2 separate regions of the Sus scrofa genome follow, and region 1 is linked to region 2. The links are chromatin contacts, called in public Hi-C maps. All regions are on one chromosome and are shown on one strand. Each heading gives the region's core, a stretch centred on a gene start, on an enhancer-like site or on the middle of the called end of the contact. The rest is flanking DNA. Distances are from core to core; before and after follow the strand shown. Region 1 has its middle 620 kb from the start of INSC. Region 2 has its middle 690 kb from the start of INSC.

What was found. Hi-C and Micro-C count contacts between places; a contact is called where the count stands out from the background.
Region 1: a contact with region 2 is called in a Hi-C map of skeletal muscle, with 2.7 times the contacts expected there. The contact joins two enhancer-like sites. A contact is called at or near these places in 1 of 5 promoter capture datasets (liver), 3 of 47 Hi-C or Micro-C datasets (liver and skeletal muscle) and 1 of 2 datasets of contacts at active chromatin or transcription factors (skeletal muscle).

The regions. Positions count from the first base shown.
Region 1 is chr2:43,391,832-43,396,377 of Sscrofa11.1, forward strand. No RefSeq gene overlaps it. Among named protein-coding and RNA genes, the nearest start is that of INSC, 620 kb to the right of the region's middle. Within about 2 kb of position 2,995, at least 5 of the 83 cell types and tissues checked have an H3K27ac peak or open chromatin away from gene starts, as enhancers often do. A contact at or near this core is called in skeletal muscle, where this site is marked.
Region 2 is chr2:43,326,581-43,331,387 of Sscrofa11.1, forward strand. No RefSeq gene overlaps it. Among named protein-coding and RNA genes, the nearest start is that of INSC, 690 kb to the right of the region's middle. Within about 2 kb of position 3,186, at least 2 of the 83 cell types and tissues checked have an H3K27ac peak or open chromatin away from gene starts, as enhancers often do. A contact at or near this core is called in skeletal muscle, where this site is marked.

The sequences.
Region 1 (4,546 bases), core at 1,745-4,244, 65 kb after region 2:
GGACATTAAGAGTGAGGGCTTGCGAGAAACATGATCTTGGCATGTTTCTGGTTTTTCACTCTCAGCTGTGTGCATTTAGGCAAGTTATTAGCCTCTCCAAGCATCAGTTTCCTTAGTTTATCCATCCATCAGATAGGGATAATAATAGGATCCACCTCAAATATAAATTGGTACGACGACTATGGAAAATAGTACCCAGGTTCCTTTAAAAACTAAAAATAGAGCTACTATATAATCTAGCAATCCCTCTCCTGGGGCTATGTCCAGAAAAGAAGAAAACTCTATTTCTAAAAGATACATGCACCTCAATGTTCATAGCAGCGATATTTACAATATCCAAGACATGGGTGCAACATAACTGTCCACTGACGGATGGATAAAAAAGATGTGGTACATATATAGTGGAATATTACTCATACAAAAGAATGAAATATTGCTATCTCCAGCAACACAGATGGACCTAGAGAATGTCATACTGAGTGAAGTAAGTCAGACAAAGACAAATATTATATGAAATCACTTATGTGTGGCATCTAAAATATAATACAAAGGAATATATTTACAAAATAGAAACTCACAAGCACAGAAAACAAACTTATGGTTACTGAACGGGAAAGGGAAGGAGAAATACATTAGGAGTATGAGATTAACAGACACAAACTACTGCATATAAAATAGAAAAATAACAAGAATTTACCATATAGCATAAGGAACTATATTCAATATCTTGCAATAATTTATAATGGAAAAGAATCTGAAAAAATAAATGTAACTGAATTTTTGATGTACCCCTGAAATTAACACAATATTATAAATCAACTATGCTTCAATATAAAAACATTTCAAATTAAAAAAATAATAGGATCCACCTCAATTTTGAGCTGGGGATTAAGTGAGATAAAGCCTGAGAGTGGTTGGCACAAAGCTTATATTAAGTAATGGTCAAAAAATCTGCTAAGGCACAAACAAGAACTGGAGGGCAGAGTGCAGGCGCCCCTGGAGCCAGCTGGTGTCTCTGTGCCAACAGCTGCCTGAGTCCTTCTGCAGCTTACTTTTTTTTTTTAGTGAAACTTTTTAAGAAAGGAAAATGTACATAGGCAATTCATGTAGCTTGGGGAATTTTCTCAAAGTATACACACCCATGAAACTGATCCTCAGATCAAGAAAGTGTTCCTTACATGTGTTTCAGGTCAACATATAGTCTCCTTTGGCTAGGGTAACCCCTTTCTGACTTCTAACAAACTGGGCTAGTAGTGTTTGCACCTGAATTTTATATAAATGGAATCATACAATATATACCCTTTTGCGTTTGACTTCTTTCAGTCATCACTGTTTGTGAGCGCCATCCAAGATGTTATAGATAGTTGTAATTTATTTATCCTTACTGCATGCACTCTTCTATGAATAAACCATATATTTTTTTAATCCAAGCTATGGTTGACGGGTTTTTGTGCATGTCCAGTGCTTAATTACTAGGAACAGTGCTCCTCTACCAATCTTAAACGTGGCTTTTGACAAATGCATTTCTTTTGGTTATGTGTTAGATCAAATCAAATTAACTTGCCATTTTTGTAGATCAAAAACAGCCAAATGTTGGCAATTTCATCTGGTTCAATATAGTACTTAGGCACAGAAAAGTTGGGTCATGTGACAACCTTAGCTGATACTGCCAGGGCTTTGGCAAAGGGGTTGCACCAACCTATACTCCCACCAGTGGTGCATTAGTTTCCAATTTTACAGCTCTTTAAACAAAGGCTACCCAGGTCCCTCTGCTGAGTCATAGCTGCCAACATCTGTTCTTATGGGCCCTTTTGAATCATGAATTCACAGTATTCTCTGTGTTTACTTCCCCTTGGGAAGGTCTTTTGATGATTCTAACCCTGACTGAGCTGCATTTTAACATGTGAACAATGTGTCTTTACGGAGGACGGTTGTGATGGTGGCAAAAGGAATCAAACTGAGAGGACAAGGAACAAAGGTGGTTTTCCTCCAAAGATAACCTTGGAGAGCCTAAGCTTGATTGATATTAAAGACGGTGACCTCTTCCTACACCAATAATTTTCAATTTGTGCTCAGATAGGAAATAGGAAATGAGAGGACAGGAGATAAAGCTCTTTCCTCTTGCCCGCATCCAGAGAAACTAGATATTTCCAGGCTGTTGGAATTGATGTCCATCCACCAAATGGAGGCAGAGTGGGAGACTTTTCTCCCTGAGCTTCACGCTCTTGGGCCTGACAGCGCGCATTTATCCATTAACAGTAGGCTCAGTGCCCGGCGCCCCTGGTACCTTTAGGGAGGGACTCACAGAAACATTTTAAATTCCTTTAACATCAGGAGGAAAAAAAAAATTTAGGTTGAAAGAAATGTCATTTCATAATATTAATATATTCCTCTTTATATTAATGTAGTTTTAAGATTTTTTTTTAATTTTTAAAGATTTTATGGAGGAAATTGCCCATGGAGACAAAAGTGCCAACCAGGACTCATGAAGGTTGTAATGAAACTCTGGTGCCTGGATCAGACAACCCACTAGCTAAACTCAGCAGTGTGGATTATCCAGATCCATTGGCCCTCTCTGTTCTGTTTCCCTTGGAAATGTCTTTGGTAGTTCTTTCCCTGCCTCAGTCACGCCCCGAGGATAAGGAAAAGAGAACTGGGTGCATATTTGAGCCAAACACCAAAAAGGGTTCACAGGGAAATTCTTCATTTCACTTTATGGCAAAGAATAGGGTAGCATCTAGAGGTCCCCTAGATCTGCATCCAGAATTGGGGTGAAATCTTCAGACATCATGATCACACTCCCTGAGGGGAAAGGGAGTGGGGGTTCTGGTGAGGACAGGACTACGTAATTTTCCGGATCCCAGTATAGGCAGAGTGATGCCTGGACCTCAGGCCTGCTTTAGTTCCTATCTGTTTCCTCTTTCTTCTTCCTCCCTGCAACATACACATACCCAGAGACTAATTTGGGGGCTGGAATCTGAGACATCCAGATCTTATTTCTTCCAAACATGTCTCTGTTGGGCTGGCCTTCAAGGAAATATAGAATGATGAATAGCTGTTTGCTGGCTGGAGGAATTTGGAAAGGACAAGCTATTTAAAGCCCTGAGAAGAACAACCAGGTTGGGAGTGTATCTTGTGTGGTATGGGGTGGGGGTGGGGGTGGGATAAAAGTGTCATTTTGCAAAAGACTCATTATTCAAAATATGTCCAACATGGACCTGATCTATTTTATTTCTATATTTCTACTTCAATTAAAGCAGAGAGGGAGATGAACAGGAAACCAATTTAGAAGAGTGAAAAAGAAAGCAGAGAGATGGATGCAGTCAGGAAGCCATGATTCTCCATGCTGCTCTGCTACAAATTTGCTGAGTGATCCATGAAAAAGGATCCAAGCTCTCAGAACTTCAGTTTCTATGTCTTCGAAAAGAAGTGACGAGCTAATCCTGCAGGTCTTCTCTGGCTTTCAAATTTTAGCACATAGTAGGTGCTCCAACAGTAATTATGAGGGAGTGAGTGTTTGTGGCTGGACCAAGGTCACACAGGTGTGAAACCTGCCAGCGGAGGTGATAAGTGCCTCAACAATAGTGGCAAGTCCAGGAAGCTGAGCCCATCTGTAGACAGCATTTGCACCGCCATAAAAATAGCATAACAAGATGATATTGAAATATCCTACTATTTAACTTAATAATTTAAATGTTTGCCTAATGAGGTGGACTTGATTGGATTAGGGCATTCACAATTAATTTTGATAGATCATTTTACACATTGGTGTTGCATTCTTCTGAACCAGGAGGTGGAACGGAAGTGCAAAATGTTTACGTTCAAATGAGCATGTGATTTTGCAAAAAACATTAATCCCAGATCATGCACACTAAGTCAATTTCAGAAATGGCTTCTAGATATATTATTAGAAATTGCTCTTCAAATATAAAAAGCTTGTAATAGAGTTCTGTCCATTTTTCCTTTGGCTGATGGAAGTTGTTTTATAAATATGCCTATGATATGATGTTTTCTTCATCCAAGCCTTTTGGTACTAATTGCAACTTTTTAAACAGTGTAAGTAGTAGCTGTCATGAGCACTTTGAATCCTATTACAAATACCTATTTCTGAACAATTTCACGTTTAGGGAGGCATTCTTTCTTCAAATTTTTTAACTATGTTTTTCCCCTATTTTTTGAAAAGCACTTGAATTGGAAACTGTGCACCTCCCCCTCCCCCACTTTTTTAGTTAAGGGAATGATCGTGTTATGTAATAGGAAAGTGGCTCCAGTCCCCAACTTTATCTACCCCCTCAAAAATCAAAGAGCCAAGCGTGGTCACATCTGCCCTCAAAGTCAGGAATAAGCAAGGCAAATGACTTTGGGAAAGACAGATTGAAATGAGGCTAATCACTTCTATCCCAGAGATCCAGGAAAACACTTTCCTCAGTACCACCGCTGTCAGATCAGAATTCCATCTCTGTTTTTTATCAGAATGCTATCTGATGTAAGGTGTCCATGGGTAATATGCTTTTTGGAGAATTCTCTGTGTCTCAATACCCTCCTC
Region 2 (4,807 bases), core at 1,936-4,435:
CTGTGTTAAAGTCAGGCCAGGGATCGAACCTGCGTCCCAGCACTCCCAAGACACTGCCGATCCTACTGCACCACAGTGGGAGCTCCTGGCCACTTTCTTGATGTGTCCTCACATGACAGAAAGAGACTCTTCGGTCTTTTCTTATAAGGATACTAATCCTAATAAGGTTGACTGTCACGTCATCTAAACCTAAGTACTTTTCAAAAGCCCAATCTCCACATACCATATTATTGGGTGTTAAGGTACCAACATGAATTTTGGGGAACACAATTTAGTCCATAGCAAGTACCTACTCTGCCAGGCACAGCTCTAGATAACTGAAATGTATTAGTGAATAAAACAGACAAACACTCTGCATTTAGTGACTTACATTAGTGCATGTGTATGTATGAGTATTGAAGGGGGCAGAGAGGGGCAGTAATACAGGTAGACCTAATAAACAAATAAACTATTTTAGAAAACAAGAACCATCAAGAGAAAACAAAAATAGAGCTAGAGACAGCATGGGACTGTTCTGTATTTAAAAGTATGGTTAGGGAGGGCTCATTGAGAAGGTGTTATTCTAGCAGAAATGCTAAGGAGGGGAGGGTGGTCACCATACGGAATGGGGGAGGGGTATTGTCCCAGGCAGAGGGAACAGCCATGAAAAGGCCCTAAGGTGGGGACAGGCCTGGGGTATTTTAGTTAGGAGCCTGGGTGGCTGAGAGGAGGGGGCAACCAGGAGATTAAAAGAACAATGAGAGCTACACAGCAGGATCTCATTGGTAATCCATTCCAAGGGGGAAATAACAATGATAAATAAATAAATAAATAAAAAGAGAACAATGAGAAAGGTGATGGGTTCAGGATGATATCACCTTCATTGGCCACATGAGAGCTTTGGCATTTCCCCTGAGCGATGTGACAGACAGCTCACGGAGGGCTCTGTGATGGGGAATGGTGTGATCTCATGTTTTGGAAGGATCCCTCTGGCTGCTGCATTAGACCAGCATGAGACCTGGGCAACATTGTCCGTCCTGCAGTCACTCTCCAGTCGGAAGGGAAGACCCCCCAGCTCTGAGACACTGCAGATGTTTGGACTGTCATGGGATTCAGGGTTCTCCTGCAAGCCAGTGGGGGGGCGGGGCTGGCCCAGACTGCTTCTGTGGGGATGGTCTGTCCTGCTGGAGGAGATCAGATCCCACACTATGGAAATGAGACTGCATGGTTCACCCTCATGCTCTGTGGATTCAGATGCTGGTCTTGCCTCAGAAGCAAACAGATCCTTCTGCTGGGTCTTCGCTGCCTTTATCACAGAAGTCTTTATACTCAAGTATACTTTGTGCTGAAATTACTGGCTTTTTTGTTTGTTTTCCAAACTGACTCTGCAGAAATGGAAACTTCCTCATTTTTATTTTAATCTCAAGCTCCCAGCAGAGTGTCTTATACAACTAGGGTTTCATTGTATGTTTGCTAAGTGAAAGAATGAATAAACAGGACCTGTCCTCATCTGTTCAAATTCCTCTAACAAAATACCACAGACTGGAGGCCACGCCACATTGCTGAAGCCTAAACAATAGAAATCGAAGTTCCAGAGGCTTAGAAATCCATGATCAAGGTGCCAATAAGGTAAGTTTTATTCCTGAGGCCTCCTCTCTTGCCCTGTAGGTGACACCATCTCTCTGTGTCCTCACATGACTTCTTCTTTGTGCCTCTGAGGAAGGAGCAAGCTCTCTAGTATCTCTTCATATAAAGGCGCTAATCCCATCATGAGGGCCCCACCCTCATGAGCTCATCTAACCCATCTCCAAATATCATCACATTAGAAGGTAAGGCTTCAACATATCAATCTGGTAGGGATGCAGTTCAGTCCATAGCAGGGCCAAGGGGTGGATATTACAGGAAATTTCAGCCTATTTATGAAAAAAAGAAGTTCTAGCAGTCAGAGCTGTCTAGCAATGAAAGAGGCTATCTCCTAAAAGAGAGACTGCCCCATCACCAAGAGGTCCAAGCAAGGCTAGATAACAGTTTGGCAGAGTTATTGAAGACAATCCAGTGAAGGCTGAATTAGATCCACTGGAACACCATTCATTAATTAGTATCTTGTATAAGCTCCATTTTAAGAATGCAGTAAAAATACAAGGTTTCATCTGTGTGTACAGAGGGGAGCTTCGAATGCTTGGAACATCACATTTGATAGTAAGGATTTGAGGGTAACACTAACTTCACCTGACTTCATACTGTAGGTTGGATCATCTAAGAAAGCAACTAGAAAAAGAGAGATGGAGTCTAAAAAATTAGTATAAAGCTGATTGGAGGAAATAACTTAGACCTGTATCCACACTGGTTCCCTAATTCTCCCCCCTCTGAATTGTATTTCCCACCCAGTTCTGGTAGAGGTGGATGGATGATCACAGACCCTTCAGCTAGATTCCAGAGAACTCAGAAGGGCAGATCTAAGTGCTGGAGTCATTCTTCCTCATTTCATCTGGGCCTTGAGAGGCAATTAGGGGCTGGGGAAGGGGATGAGACTTTCCCCTCCTTAGGAATAAAAAGGGAATTCATTCGCTTAATGAAAAGTTGAGGATGAGGAGTCAGTGTACTGCCCCCTAAGCATTATGACTGCAACTAGATAGCAAATCAGGCCCTAAAAAAATGGGTCCTTTGCTGGTCCCCCTTGCCTGAGGCAGTCGAGTCCTGTGAAGGGTTAAAAGCAAGAGCTGTGCTTTTGTTTGATAGAGAAGAAAAGACTCCTAGGACTGAAGCTTTTACTTTAAGACACAATAAAAGACACTGACATGCTGTGTAAGCATTGTTCCTGGCTGTAGTTATTCCAATTATTTTTTATGTTTTCTCCTTAAATGAGAAACATATCAGACACTAACTCAAACACGGAGATACCTATTTATGCTTTAGAACAAACAGTTTAAGGGCATTATATACAGATGTCTAAATATTTAGAAAGTGTCTGTTTATGGGAGGAAAATGAAAAGTACCTGTTTTCATTTGAAGGATTTTATGCGAAATTTGCATGTTAAAAAAAGGCAGTCCCAGTGGCAAAGGGGTGTTAGGGATAAAAAATGTGTGCACAGGCGTGGGGGGGCGCACAGGTGGTGGGGTGGCAGCTGCCCTCAGCTGCCACATGTCCTGTCCTACCCTGACCCCAGAGTGGGAGGGAACCTGCAAGCTAAGGCTGGGGTGATGCTTCTCTTTACAGCAGGGCTATAAATAAACACCTTGAAGACATCAGGATGTTCCAATGACCCAACTCACAACTTTATCTTCTTTTCTGACACTCTTCTGAGCCTCAGAGAGACCTTTAAAGAGAAATAGAATTCTGGCCACTTTAGAAGTGTGTATTAAACTGGGAGATTAGTAAATGTCCCCAAAGCTGGGGCATCCCAGGAGCTCAGACGGAGGAGCTGAGGGATATGTGACACTTTATCTCACAGGGAGGCAGGTTTCAGCTCAGTTTAAGGTAGAAGAGAATGGGTGAAGAAGAAATATGTAGCTTTGTGGGGCAGTGAGGGCTCTGTGGCCTGAGGTGTTCTAATATAGGATAGCCTTTCATCAGAGGAGTCATAGAGGGCTGGCTGGACAGCAATGTATCTCTGGCCCTTTTGGTTTCAAGATTCTGAGACTATGTGATTCCGAGCAGCACAAGCTGCCCTCTCCTCTTCCAGGACTGTGTTTCCTAAGGGCATCCTTCCAACCCCTGGTGAGCTCCCTAGGCTGAGGTGTCCTCAGCAGCTAACTGGATCTGAGTGTAGCTGAAAAAGCCAGAGCTGTTTCTGGAGCAAAGGAATATGCTACCATGCAGTCCATCCCTTGGTGTCGCTCTGAAGCCCTCACTGCCATGTCTGACGTTCTACACTCCCTCTGGAAGGCACCTTCCTCTTGATCGACGTAGGGGAGGGTCTCCAACCTCTCATCCTCTCCAGATGTGGCAGGGTCTCATAGTGAGGGTTCTTAGCAGAATCATTTGCTTCCAGTCTTGTGAGGACCAGAGACCTGCAGCCCAGGGAGGGACCTGCAGGATTTCTGGACTTTATTTCTGTGCCCCATCAGAATTCAGCAACGAGGCAGGGCTGCTCATCAGAGAATTAGACAGCAATGGGGAAATGCTGAGATTCATCAAAGCCTCACTCAGTCCCTTTCCATCAACCAACCCTGCATCACGGTTTAGAGAAGGGCAAGGGGTACAGAGTTGAGCTCTGGAGACACCCTATAAATAGCTGGGGTATTTTACCAGAGGCTGCCAGTAAAGGCAGAACCTAAGGACTAGGGTCCCAGAGCTTACCAGATGGAGACATGTCTCAACATTGTCACATCCAGCCATACAAGCCTTGTGCCAGAAGAGACTGGCAGAAATAGTGGAGGCAGGAAAATAGGTGTAGGTTGGCAATTGGGGGAAGTGTGATGGAGGAGGACTTAGGCTGAGTTGGGAACTGTTAGGATCAGCAAGAAGTGCTGGTTAGATCAAGTGAAGAATAAGAGAGGTAGAAATGCGGTTTTAGTCTGAGATCTAAAATACTGTGTTCACGGTGTTCCCGTCATGGTGCAGTGGGTAACGAATCTGACTAGGAACCACGAGGTTGCGGGTTCGATCCCTGGCCTTGCTCAGTGGGTTAAGGATCTGGCATTGCTGTGAGCTGTGGTGTAGGTCGCAGATACGGCTTGGATCCCCTGTTGCTGTGGCTGTGGTATAGGCCAGCAGCTACAGCTCCGATTGGACCCCTAGCCTGGGAACCTCCATATGCCATGGGAGTGGCCCTAGAAAAGGCAAAAAAAAAAAAAAAGACAAAATAAAATAAAATACTGTGTTCAC